2 separate regions of the Sus scrofa genome follow, and region 2 is linked to region 1. The links are chromatin contacts, called in public HiChIP or PLAC-seq maps. All regions are on one chromosome and are shown on one strand. Each heading gives the region's core, a stretch centred on a gene start, on an enhancer-like site or on the middle of the called end of the contact. The rest is flanking DNA. Distances are from core to core; before and after follow the strand shown.

What was found. HiChIP or PLAC-seq counts read pairs in DNA pulled down with a chosen protein or histone mark.
Region 2: an H3K27ac HiChIP or PLAC-seq map of skeletal muscle shows a contact between it and region 1, with 2.1 times the contacts expected there. The contact joins two enhancer-like sites. A contact is called at or near these places in 4 of 47 Hi-C or Micro-C datasets (embryonic fibroblasts, liver, omental adipose tissue and 1 more) and 1 of 2 datasets of contacts at active chromatin or transcription factors (skeletal muscle).

Annotation. Positions count from the first base shown.
Region 1 is chr12:31,696,307-31,702,119 of Sscrofa11.1, reverse strand. MMD (monocyte to macrophage differentiation associated) reads left to right here. Exons shown (of 7, transcript NM_001044595.2): 7 at 4,359-5,813. The coding sequence ends at 4,559. Among named protein-coding and RNA genes, the nearest start is that of MMD, 24 kb to the left of the region's middle. Within about 2 kb of position 3,534, at least 5 of the 83 cell types and tissues checked have an H3K27ac peak or open chromatin away from gene starts, as enhancers often do. A contact at or near this core is called in skeletal muscle, where this site is marked.
Region 2 is chr12:31,795,182-31,800,994 of Sscrofa11.1, reverse strand. No RefSeq gene overlaps it. Among named protein-coding and RNA genes, the nearest start is that of MMD, 75 kb to the right of the region's middle. Within about 2 kb of position 3,579, at least 3 of the 83 cell types and tissues checked have an H3K27ac peak or open chromatin away from gene starts, as enhancers often do. A contact at or near this core is called in skeletal muscle, where this site is marked.

The DNA.
Region 1 (5,813 bases), core at 2,285-4,784:
GAACGTAGAGTCCAAGAGCAGCCCTCTAGATGGAGGAAACAAATCTGCATTTCAGCTGCAGAGCTGGCTGCAGTTTGAGGGCAGGGTCCTGGAGAGGAGGGAGCATCACTCACAGAGAAGAGTCTGCAGAAATCTACAAAGGGGTTCCCTGGAGTCCTTGCCTGAATATTAAGCTGCATTTGTTCAGGGCAAGACTCTGTGAGCCCTGGCTGAGAATAGCTGTTGGAAGGCTGTGAGATAAATGGAGATTCCAGAAGGATCCTACGCTGGGAGATACCAGCCGGAATAGAGTGACCATGCTGAACAACTCAGTATTCTGTTGACCCCACCAGAATACTGGGGCCGGAAGAGCTACACTGGTTCTAAGTGAGGGTGGCTCTGGCACTGCCGTAATAAAGCCCAGAAACCTCAAAAGGTCAAAAGTAATCCTCCTGTAAATAAACTGCCTGTCAGAATAAACCCAACATTCTTTTGAGGAAGACAACAAAAGCTATACTCTTTAACAACCTGGCATTCATTATCCAAACAAATATTACTAGATAAGAAATAGGAAATATCTAAGGAAAAACAGATCAATAAAAACAGATCCAAAGATGACAGATGGCGTTCCCATTGTGGCTCAGAAGAAGTGTATCTGACTAGCATCCATGAGGACTCAGTTCGATCCCTGGCCTTGCTCAGTGGGTTAAGGATCCGGCATTGCCATAAGCTGTGGTATAGGTCGCAGATGTGGCTCGGATCCAGCATTGCTGTGGCTGTGGCTGTGGTGTAGGCTGGCAGCTCTAGCTCCAGTTTGACCCCTAGCCTGGGAACCTCCATATGCCACGGGCGCAGCCCTAGAAAGACAAAAAAAAGACGGCAGATGTTGAAATAGCATACAAGAACTTTAAAACACAAGGAGTAAACTGATGAGGAATCTCAGGAAAGAAATGGAACTATTAAAAAAGAGAGCCAAATGGAAATTCTAGATCCAAAAACTGTATGTTAAGAAAAAATTTATTGGAGGGGTTGAACAACAAATGAGACACTGCAGAAGAAAAGATCAATAAACTTTAAAATGAATAGTCAAGCCCCAGACTGGGAGAAAATATTTGTTTTCTCTGTGTATATCCGACAAAGAATGTATCTCAAATATATAAAGCACTCCCAATCAGTAGTAAAAAAGCTAATTCTATAAAAAAAAAGAGTAGAACACTTCAACAGACACTTGACAAAGAAAAAGGTATTCAAGTATCCAGTAGCCCTTGGATAAGTTCTCAGTGTCACTAGTCATCAGGGAAGTCAGGGATATGAAAATTAATACCTCAGCATGCCACTACTACACCCCCTACAGAATGATTAAAATTAAGACTGATGCCACCAAATATCAGCAAGGATGTGAAATAATTAGAACCCTAGTTCATTGCTGGAGTTTGAAATGGTATAACCACTTTGAAATTTGTTTAGCAGTTTATGATTAAAAAATGGAGTTCCTTGGTGGCTCAGCAGGTTAAGGACTTGGCATTGTCACTCCTGTGGTTAAGGTTCAATCTCTGGCCCAGGAACTTAGGCCACAGATGCACCAAAAAATAAATAAATAAATAAATAAAATTAAGCATACCTTTATGACTCAAGCAGTATTATCCAACAGAAACAACAGCATGTATCTACAAAAGGACTTGTAAAATAATATACATATTAAATTTATTCATGATACCCCTCAAATGGAAAGGATAATCAAATGATGTTAAATAAATCAATGGGATACTAAGTAATAGAAAAAAAAGAATGACTTGGTACACAGTAGCACATTCATGAATCTCAAAAACATTGTACACTGTTCATTTCAAAAAAATGAAGCCAGACACAAAAATGTACATAGAGTATAATTCCATTCATGTGAGGTTCTAGAACAAGCTTAGTTTGCGGTAAAAGCAATAAGAAAAGTGGTTGCCTTGGTGGACGGGATTGTCCAGGATGGGGAAGGGGCATCAGAGAACTTTGTGGGGTGTTAGGATACATGAGCGTGAGTATCTTGATGGGGTGGAATGGTTTACATACATGTGTGCATTTTATCAAAACTCTTACTGTTCACTTAAGATCTATGCATTACCCTGTGTAAATTAATCATCTGTTTTTTAAATGACCGCCCCCCCCCAAAAAAGGAACATAAGTTCAGGAGATAGACCACCTTGGTTCTTTGTTCAAATCATGATTCTGACACTTAAAAGCCTCATAGCTTTGGGCAAGTAATTTACCCTCTCTGTGTTCTGGCTTTCTCATCTATAAAGTTGAGATTAAAATAATACTGAAATATTAAATGAGGGTTTCAAACAGGGCCTGATACACAGAAACATATTGACATTGATAATGAAGAAAACATAGCTGGTTTTGTTTGCTCTAGGTTTAACTATGTTCTTGTTCTTTGAGGGTTGATAAAGCAGATGTGCTGTCCTGAAGAACTAACCGTCTATTAACAGAATGTGTGTCAGAACCAGCCTGTGCACTTGGTTTGGTCTCTCATATATTGTTTTAGCAGAAGAAAAAGGAACAGTGTCTTTGGGGCATCGAGCAGCTGTGTGACTTTGTTCAGGTTACTCGTTTCTCTGACCTTCTTAGTGTCTTCATCTAAAATAAGGAGGTTTGGGAAGTTCCCTTCGTGGCTCAGTGGTTAAGGAACCCAACTAGGATCCGTGAGAATGCAGGTTCGATCCCTGGCCTTTCTCAGTGGGTTGGGGATCTGGCGTTGCTATGAGCTGTGGTGCAGGTGGCAGACACAGCTCAGATCCCTCGTTGCTGTGGCTGCTCTGTAGGCCGGCAGCTGTAGCTCCAATTTGATGCCTAGTCTGGGAATTTCCATATGCTACAAGTGCAGCCCTAAAAAGCAGTCAATCTGTCAATCAATCAATCAATCAATAGGAGTTAGTTGAGTGACTCCTCACTGAGGAGTAGATGCCCCTGTGAGAATCCCATGAAAACCTCCTCTCTTAGGAAAATGCCCCTAATACACATACACAGAGAATTGCGTATAATTATAGAATATCAATTGCTTTGTAACCTTTAGGAAATAATGAGTGTGTATGGTGGTTTGTTTTGCTTGTTTTCCTTTTTAAGGAAAACGAAATCTGGCTGATGTCCTACCTTAGCGAGGTTAATGAGAAATCTGGTATCTGTCATTTTGAATTGGCTCCTTCCCTCATTATTTTATCCTACAAAAACCATGGTGCTTATGTGAACTTGAAAATTACAAAAACCATGGTGCTTATGTGAACTTGAAAAATACGGCAGATCCTCACCCTGGCCCTGGATCCTCAGGCCTGGTTCTTGGCACACATCGTCCGTGACTGCCATTGCTCTGGCCTAGGCCCATGGGACCCTTCAAGCAAGTGGTTACAACGAGGCTTCCCCATGTTCCCTGTTGAACTTGGCCACGGGGATCTGCTCCAAGGCTCCCAAAGTCACAGCCACCCAGTGCCCAGTCCTCTAGGTTATCCATACACCTCTCCCCATCCAAGGCCATGCCACAATCTGGCTTAAGTTTCCACTCACCCTACAGAACCTGATACCTTTCTATTCCTAGTCTCCAGGAATCCCAACTTGTTTCTCTATCAGCTTCCTAAGCCTGCCTCTGTTCTCTTCCCCTCTCATTCATACAGCCCAATTTTAATCTTATAAATGGGCCAAGGTCTTTGAAAACCAAAAGTAGTCTACGCGTTCTCCTTTTTATGCTAAAACACACAAGGCTGTTAATTTCCTGCTAAGCTAAGAAACTCCCAGGTGCAAAGACAAAAAGGCCTGGGAACATCCAGAAAGTTAGGAAATATGCCATGTGGTCTCAGGTCTCAGAGGTCACTCCTAGCTGGATTTTCCTGTGTTAGCCATGAAGAAGCAGTAAGCTCACCGAAGCAGGGGGAGAGTCTCAGAAAAGTAATTAGTGTAGAACAGAGTTTGAGGAAGACAAAGGAGTGGAAACCAGGCTGAGAGGTGGATTATAAATGGAGTGGTGTGGGCGTGCCTTAGTAGGGAAAAAAAGCTCTTAAACGGGAAGATGAAAGCCGAGGACTGTACTTTATTAAAACAAATTATCATTCATTTTAGATGCAATCACAGTCTGCTTAAACTTGCTATAAATGAGCAGGAGGTACCACTTTTTACCATGGGACCTGTAACTTGACCGCTCAGTCAGGTCAAGACACTGATCCAGAGGGTAATCTAGGTCAATTTAAGTGTAGTTCATGTTTACAGGTCAGGGTTCTGTCTACGCAGAGCTACTTCATTGTCTAGACAGTTAGGAGGCTTAGGGGGAATTGCAGTGATCTCTTTAGCTTGTCACATCAGAGTAACATCAAAACCTTTTTATTTTTTTCCTCTGTTGACAGAATAACACTGACGGACTCCACGAACTTGCCTGTGGGGGCTTAATTTATTGCCTGGGAGTTGTATTCTTCAAGAGCGATGGCATCATTCCATTTGCCCATGCCATCTGGCACCTGTTTGTGGCCACGGCAGCTGCAGTGCATTACTATGCCATTTGGAAATATCTTTACCGAAGCCCTACAGACTTTATGCGACATTTATGACCAATCTGTACTAGGTCTCCAAACCAGTATTATTTCAATTATGGCACTTAAAAGAGTGAGGTCAGACCTGAAAACTGCACGGAGGAAAAAACAACAAAGAAGACAACTGCACTGACTTTCTTTATATCTTTTGAATATAATTACTGTGAAAGTACAAAAGCTGTGTTCTGGAGTTTTCCCCCTCACAGCAAATAAGTAAAGTTGTGACTTAATTATTCATTCCATTCCACTATTATGAAGGACTCTGGATAGGCTTGGCCAGCTGATGTTTACAAACCAGAATTTTGTATTTTAATTTTACAGATTTTACTACATGATTTTTCTAAATTACCAGGTCAGGTTGTAAAAGTCAGTGCAATAACAAAACTTCCTTTTTAAGAGAAAATGATTTCTATCACTTTCCCATTAGCCGTGTAAAGAATCATGGACAGAACTTACACTACTTTTTACCATGTTTCATCTTGGCATAACGTGGTTATTTTTTAAAATAGAAACTTCAGTTTTTTGTAAATTTTTTAAAAAAATAATTCATTGAAGCGCATCTCTGCGGTTCCTCATTCATGTGAATTTTTGCAGCAAGCTGTCAACATTCCACAAGAGAACAAACATTATACCTCTTCTGATAGTTTTGTGAAGCATGGAGAAATTGCCAATTTTTAAAAACTGCAAGTTTTCCAAAACTTTTCTGCCAACCTCTGACTCCGAATTCCGTGCTGCTTTGGGTCATATACTTGACCTAGTTAGGTGTCCCAGTGATGGAAAAGTATTTTGATATAAACTTTTTCAAAAGATTCAACCTTTTCTCTATGCCTTTGCCATGTTTTCTTCAGGGTCTTTTCTCAACAGCGGATGCCTATTCAGTCTGTATTAGAGTATTGTTGGATTGGCCATCCATAGAAAACTCCTGAAGAGCATTCTGATTACAGAGAATAGTGGTCATGCCTGTTTGGTGCCTAATGGTTAAGTCATTGTCACTTAGCTGTACATTATCAGTTTGATATTCATTTTAAATTGTGGAACTAGATGCATAAATTCACATTTCTACCTTTCCTTTGCATTTCTTGATATACTTTTTTCTTTTTCATAAAAAAAAATATTTAAAGCCTTGTTTGGCAGATAAAAACTCATGTGCCTGTAGTCCATGGGTTGTATCCTGACTCAGTGGAGTGGTATTTAATATGTTGTTTTTGGTTTTCCCTCAGTGTCTTATATTAAGATTAACATATCAGTTGCTTTGTTGGTTAATCTCCTGGT
Region 2 (5,813 bases), core at 2,330-4,829, 99 kb before region 1:
ACCTACTTTTTGAGATTTCTTTCCTTATACCCATCCTCCAGGAAAAACTTGGGTTTTTATCAAGTCTTGGAAACAATGGTCAATTCCCTGTTCTCATATTGCCCAATCACTTTGACTTCCTTGGCTACTTCCTTTTTGCACCCACTTTCCCTGGATTTCCCAGACACCGTGCTCCCTTGGCTTCATTCTCACCTCACTGGCTGTGCCTCTGTTTCACTTGTCGGCTCCTTCTTCCCAGATGGCTCTCTCAGTGTTGGAATACTCTGGACCCTGTCCTTAGCCTTCGTCTCTTCCCTATCTGCACTGCCTCCCAATGTCATCTCCTCCAGTTTTGTCACTATGAACAGTCCCTGTAGATTGCTAACTCAAAAATCTGTACCTACAACCCAGACCTTTGTACTGAGATGCAGACCCAGACATCCAGCTACTCCTCAGCACCTCAAATTTATCCAATCCTAAGGAGAACTCTTGATTCACCCCCAAACCAGGCGTGTGCATATCACCAAGTGGAAACCCCATATATGGTATCCATATATACCTCATCACTAAGGCCAAATGCCTCCTTCTCTCATCACTTACATCCCATGCTCAGCAAGTGCAACATATATTTTTCAAATCCAAGCCACTTCTTAGCATCTCCACCAAGACTCCAGTCCCCGCTGCCACCACACCTCACCCACAACATGGCAACAACCCCCCTCCGATCCCTCTTCTCCCACTCCTGTCTCGCTATAACTCAACTCCTGAAGATCAGCCATAGAGAATTTCTCCAAGAGTAAGTGTGCTCAGTGTCACTACTCTATCTAAATCTCTGATAGCTTCTTGCGGCAATTAGGATAAAATACAAACTCTCTCAGGGTAGCTCACCAAGCCCTCTGTGATCTGACCCTTCATTAATCTAGTACATCTTTGTTATAGAGATGGAATATTCTCCTTCCCACTGTGCCTTTTCTCACACTTCTGCTTTTTTCTCTCTCTCTGTTTTTATTATTTTATTTTATTTTCTCCAGTTTTATTGAGATATAATTGACATTTATGTCAAACCATCACATTGTGCACCTTTGTCATTAACTGGTGAGGAATTGCCCATGACATAAGGCATCACCATCACCAAAACACCCTTCTTCTCTACTCACTTCTCTTGGATTGAAAATGCTGAGGATAGGAGAGAAATAAGGTTTGATGTGTCCTGGATCTATATACAGGGGCGGGCAGATGGTGGAGTTGGTTGTAGAAATGCCCAACTATCCTTAAACATTCTCTGTTCCATAATTTAAGTCCTGATTATACCCTGCATGGAAGACCGTACAAATACTGCTAAATCCAGCTCCATCTACCTGATAATTAGTAAGAGTCTCTCAAATTCCGGTATTATGTTGTCATTCCAATTTATTTTAAATCTATGTAAAACTTACAGCCCTGACTCAAGTATACCAAACCCATTTTCCTTCATTTCTCTGATAGTAAAATAGTTTGAAATCCCCATACCTGCCAATGGTGAAAATTCAGCCTCGCCAATAAAAACCAACTCAATGACTTCTTATCTAAAGCTTCATCTTTGGGGAAGTAAATACCCATTCAAGTTCTGGATTCCCCCTTGCCCCTTCTTCCCTCCTCCTTTCTGGGAAACATCTAAATTCCAGGGGTCTTAGGACCCAGCTTTAGGGAAAGGAGCATGTGGGGTACCTATTTGCATTTGTCTTCAGTGTCCCTGTGTCTTGTCCAGTCTGTTCTTCGTGTCGCATCAGATTCTGCATCAGCCACATCACTGCTCATGTCGAAGCCTCCAGGCCCTCAGCCATCAATCTGCTCACCCAGTGCCCTTTGGTAGAACTATAAGCCCTTTTAAATCAGACGTCTCTCAACTCTTACATCTTAATCCCATTCGGATGTCCTGGAAACTCTTGGCTATTTTCCTTGACCATCTTGATATGCCTTCAATTGTAAAGTAGCCCCAGCTTAAATAATTAGCCACTTTTCTTGGAAATTGCTCTCCACTATTCCTGCACACTGCCACTCACTGTCACATAGGGCATAGGGCCTCTCCAAGCATCTGACACTCTCCCAGAGACATACTGTGGAATTAAATCCCAAGCCTTTCTGCCGTGGAGTAATTCTACAGTCTCTCCACCAATAGGTGGTGTGGGGGAAGGGAAGGGCTCTTGCTACCTGCCCCTGAAATCTCCCTCTCCACCTGACTGACTTAGATAGGAAAGCTGCTCACTTTCTTCACTTTCTCTTTCCTCCACTTTGGCCTATGATATAAATCCATGTTTGTGGTCTCTCGATACACAAAGCTGATATTTTATCATTTTAAAAGTGGCCTTTGTTCTACCTGCAACACCTGGCTCTCCGCCTACAGACTTTGGTATAAATTTACAGACGTCTACAAAGAAGCTCAAGAATAATGAATGTGACTCTTCCAGGATGTATCCTTCCCGAGATTCACTGAAATCCTGGATGATGAAGGTGAAAAGAAATGAGTTCAAATAATTCTAGGGATGGGGAGAAGGGAGAAGCAATACCTTAGCCTCTTTAAAATATCATCCCCTGCTACACCGCTTTTTTATTTATTTCATAGATCTTTCTATTTTTCTGCACCTTCCGAGGAATTTCCCTGGGAAGATAAAAGGCTACATCAGGGGCTGTCAACCAGTTTTGATTTTTAACTGAAGGTCTTGTGTGTTTATTTTTTTAGTGGAAGCAATTTTTTTTCTTCTATTTATGGCTGCCCCTGTGGCATATGGAAGTTCCCAGGCTAGGGGTCAAATTGGTGCTGCAGCTGCCAGCCTACACCACAGCCACAGCAATGTTGGATCTGAGCCACATCTGCCACCTACACTGCAGCTTTTGGCAATGCCAGATCCTTAACTCACTGAGCAAGGCCAGGGATCAAACCCTCATCTTCACAGAAACATCAGGTCCTTAACTCGATAAGCCACACTGGAAGCTCTGAAAGCAAATTTCACATACAGGGGAAGTTCCCATTGTGGTGCAGTAGAAATGAATCCGACTAGTATCCATGAGAATGCAGGTTTGATCCCTGGCCTCGCTCAGTGGGGTAAGGTGGTGTAGGTCACAGATGCAGCTCAGATCCTGCATTGCTGTGGCTGTGGCATAGGCCGGCAGCTACAGCTCTGATTCAACCCCTAGCCTGGGAACTTCCCTATGCCACGTGTGATGCCCTAAAAAGAAGAAAAACAAAACAACAACAAAAAAAAAAAAAAAAACACCTACAGGAATTTTCTTTCCTCTCTGGCATTTTCTCCATGGAGACTTTACCTGAGCTTAAAGAGCAAGCAACCAAACCAGAGCTAGAGGTGCAAGTACCAAAAAGAAGCGGAGGGAGGTCTGTCCAAAGTGAACTTTGTCTCCCTCTCAGTGCGCTCCAAGCCAAGCCTGGTTTTTTCAAAGCATTAGAGAGCGGGTGTATCTGTTCCTACTGTAATGAACTACCACAAACTGGGTCACTTAAGGCAACAGAAATGTATTCTCTGACAGTTGTGGAGACTCGAAGCCTGGAATCAGGGTGTCAGCAGGTTCAGTTCCTTCTAGAGGCTCTGTGGGAACCTGCCCCGAGCCTCTCTCCTGGTTTCGGGTGGCTGCCAGACATGCTCAGCCCTAGCTGGCTGGCAGCTTCCTCACCCCAATCTCTGCCCATCTCCATGCAGCCTCCTCCTTTCTGTGTGTCTGTGTCTCCACATCGCCTCCTTCTAAGGACACCAGTTCTGGATTTAAGGCCCACCCGCATCCACCATGACCTCATCTTAACTCATTACTTCTGCAAAGACCCTCTTTCCAAATAAAGTCCCATTCTGAATTTCTAAAAGTATGTGAAGTTAGACAGAGGTATATTCGACCTAGTACAAGTGGGAAAAATATCTTGAGGTTGCTCGGTGATAATACGTGGAAGGGAGTTCCCACTGTGACTCAGCCATAATGAACCTGACTAGTAACAATGAGGATGCAGGTTCAATCCCTGGCCTCACTCAGTGGGTTAAGGATCCTGTGTTGCAGTGGCTGTGGTGTAGGCCGGAAGCTGCAGCTCCTATTCAACCCCTAGCCGGAGAACTTCCATATGCCGCAGGTGCCCTAGAAAGCAAAAAGAAAAAAAGAAAAAAATCATGGCAGTATTTTTCCAGAAGCTCCCAGGTGAACCTTTCAGTAGATTCAGACTGGGAAGTCAAGAGGGGCAGTGGATTAGAGAAGTGGAGTCATGTTCTCTCAGCACAAATTTTTAGGTCAAGGGGACTTTTGAAAACATAGATGGCTAGCATAGGGTTTTTAGGATGATTGCCATTCTCACTTTTTCTAGCATCTATGACATCTAGACCTCTTTCATCTTCCTCTCTATCTAGTCAGTATCTGCCATGAAAATGAACTAGATTAGACTTCAAAACTTGGCTTGAACTCTTATTATTATCATTTACCATCTGCTTGACCCTAAGCAAATCACTTCCCTGAACCTCAATATCCTCAACTGTAAAATAATTAAACTTCTAAAGACTTTTTTGTAAGTTTCTGACATGTTTAACCTCTGAAGTTATTAAAAATTAAAACTACTAAAACTTTCAATACAATGTTGCATTGTATTGAAGAAGCAAGGCAGTGTGTCATATCAGAGAAAAATGCCTATCCAGAATAGTTAAAATACAAAAAACTATTTTGGTGTTTTAAGAAATAACTTCTTGTTGCCTAGAAATGCAACTGCTACATGCAGCACATATTTATCTGTATTGGCCGATGTTCTGGGTCAGCAGATAGAATGGCTGTACTGTGAGCGAGTGTGCACACAACTGAGAGCCCAGGGAATATCTCTCTGATTAGGCCTCAAATGCCCCATAGTGTTGCTGAAATCTCTGCTGTCTCTGTACAGCAGTGCCAAATAGAAGCCAGGAGACAGAGGTGGAGGAAACAGAAAAAGCAGTTTTAACTGCCCAGCAAAGAGGGGAACACAGCAGGCTAGTGCCTCAATGACTGTGGCCCCCCACCTTGGAGGAGGTAGTGAGGAGTCTTACGGTGTGTGAGGAGCAGGGCATGATCAGCTCTTGGACATTTTGCTGATTGATGGGGATGTCACTGGGCATCAGCATCACCAACCTTCTGATTCCAACTGGTCTGGGGTCTACATGCTTGTGGGCTGCATACAGTTGACTTCTTCCACCCAGTGGGGGCTTTAGCACCTGAAAAACCACTTCAGGGACATGGCTCAGCATATTATGTATAGTCCTTGACTGTTGAATGAATGAATGATTGTTTTCTTTTTTCTCTGTATTTTTTTCACTTCTCTGATTAAATTGGTTCTTGACTCAAGTTTTTCTGTAGATAAAAAGGAAGGTAGAAGGCATGAGTGGGAGATCCACTCTGGGAAGGCCTCACAGGGTCCTGCATGGTTACAACTGCACATAGCACATATCTATGTAGATATTTGATTTATATTTCAAGTAGGAGAAAAGAGAAGTGGAAGAAGGGAATAAGAATGAGCTAATTGGAATCCATTGTCTCTCAGAGCCTCACGTTCCTATTCCTAAGATGCACCTGATGCTCCCCCTCTTCACGAGTGCCCTCCACCTAGCCAGGGCATGCAGCGCAGCTTCAAGCTCCAAAGAACCGAGCAGACCGCCACCATGCTAAGTGCACAATACGTGTTTGCAAATGAATGAATTCCTGATTCCCCATTCCACATCCTGACTTCCTCAAGGGGGTGATCTGAAAGGTGGCTTGTTATTATTACCTCTGACACCCTTTCCCATTGATTAGAGAAGAGCCCTCCAGCTGGCCCGGGTTTTTTGTTTGTTTTTTTCTTTATTTAG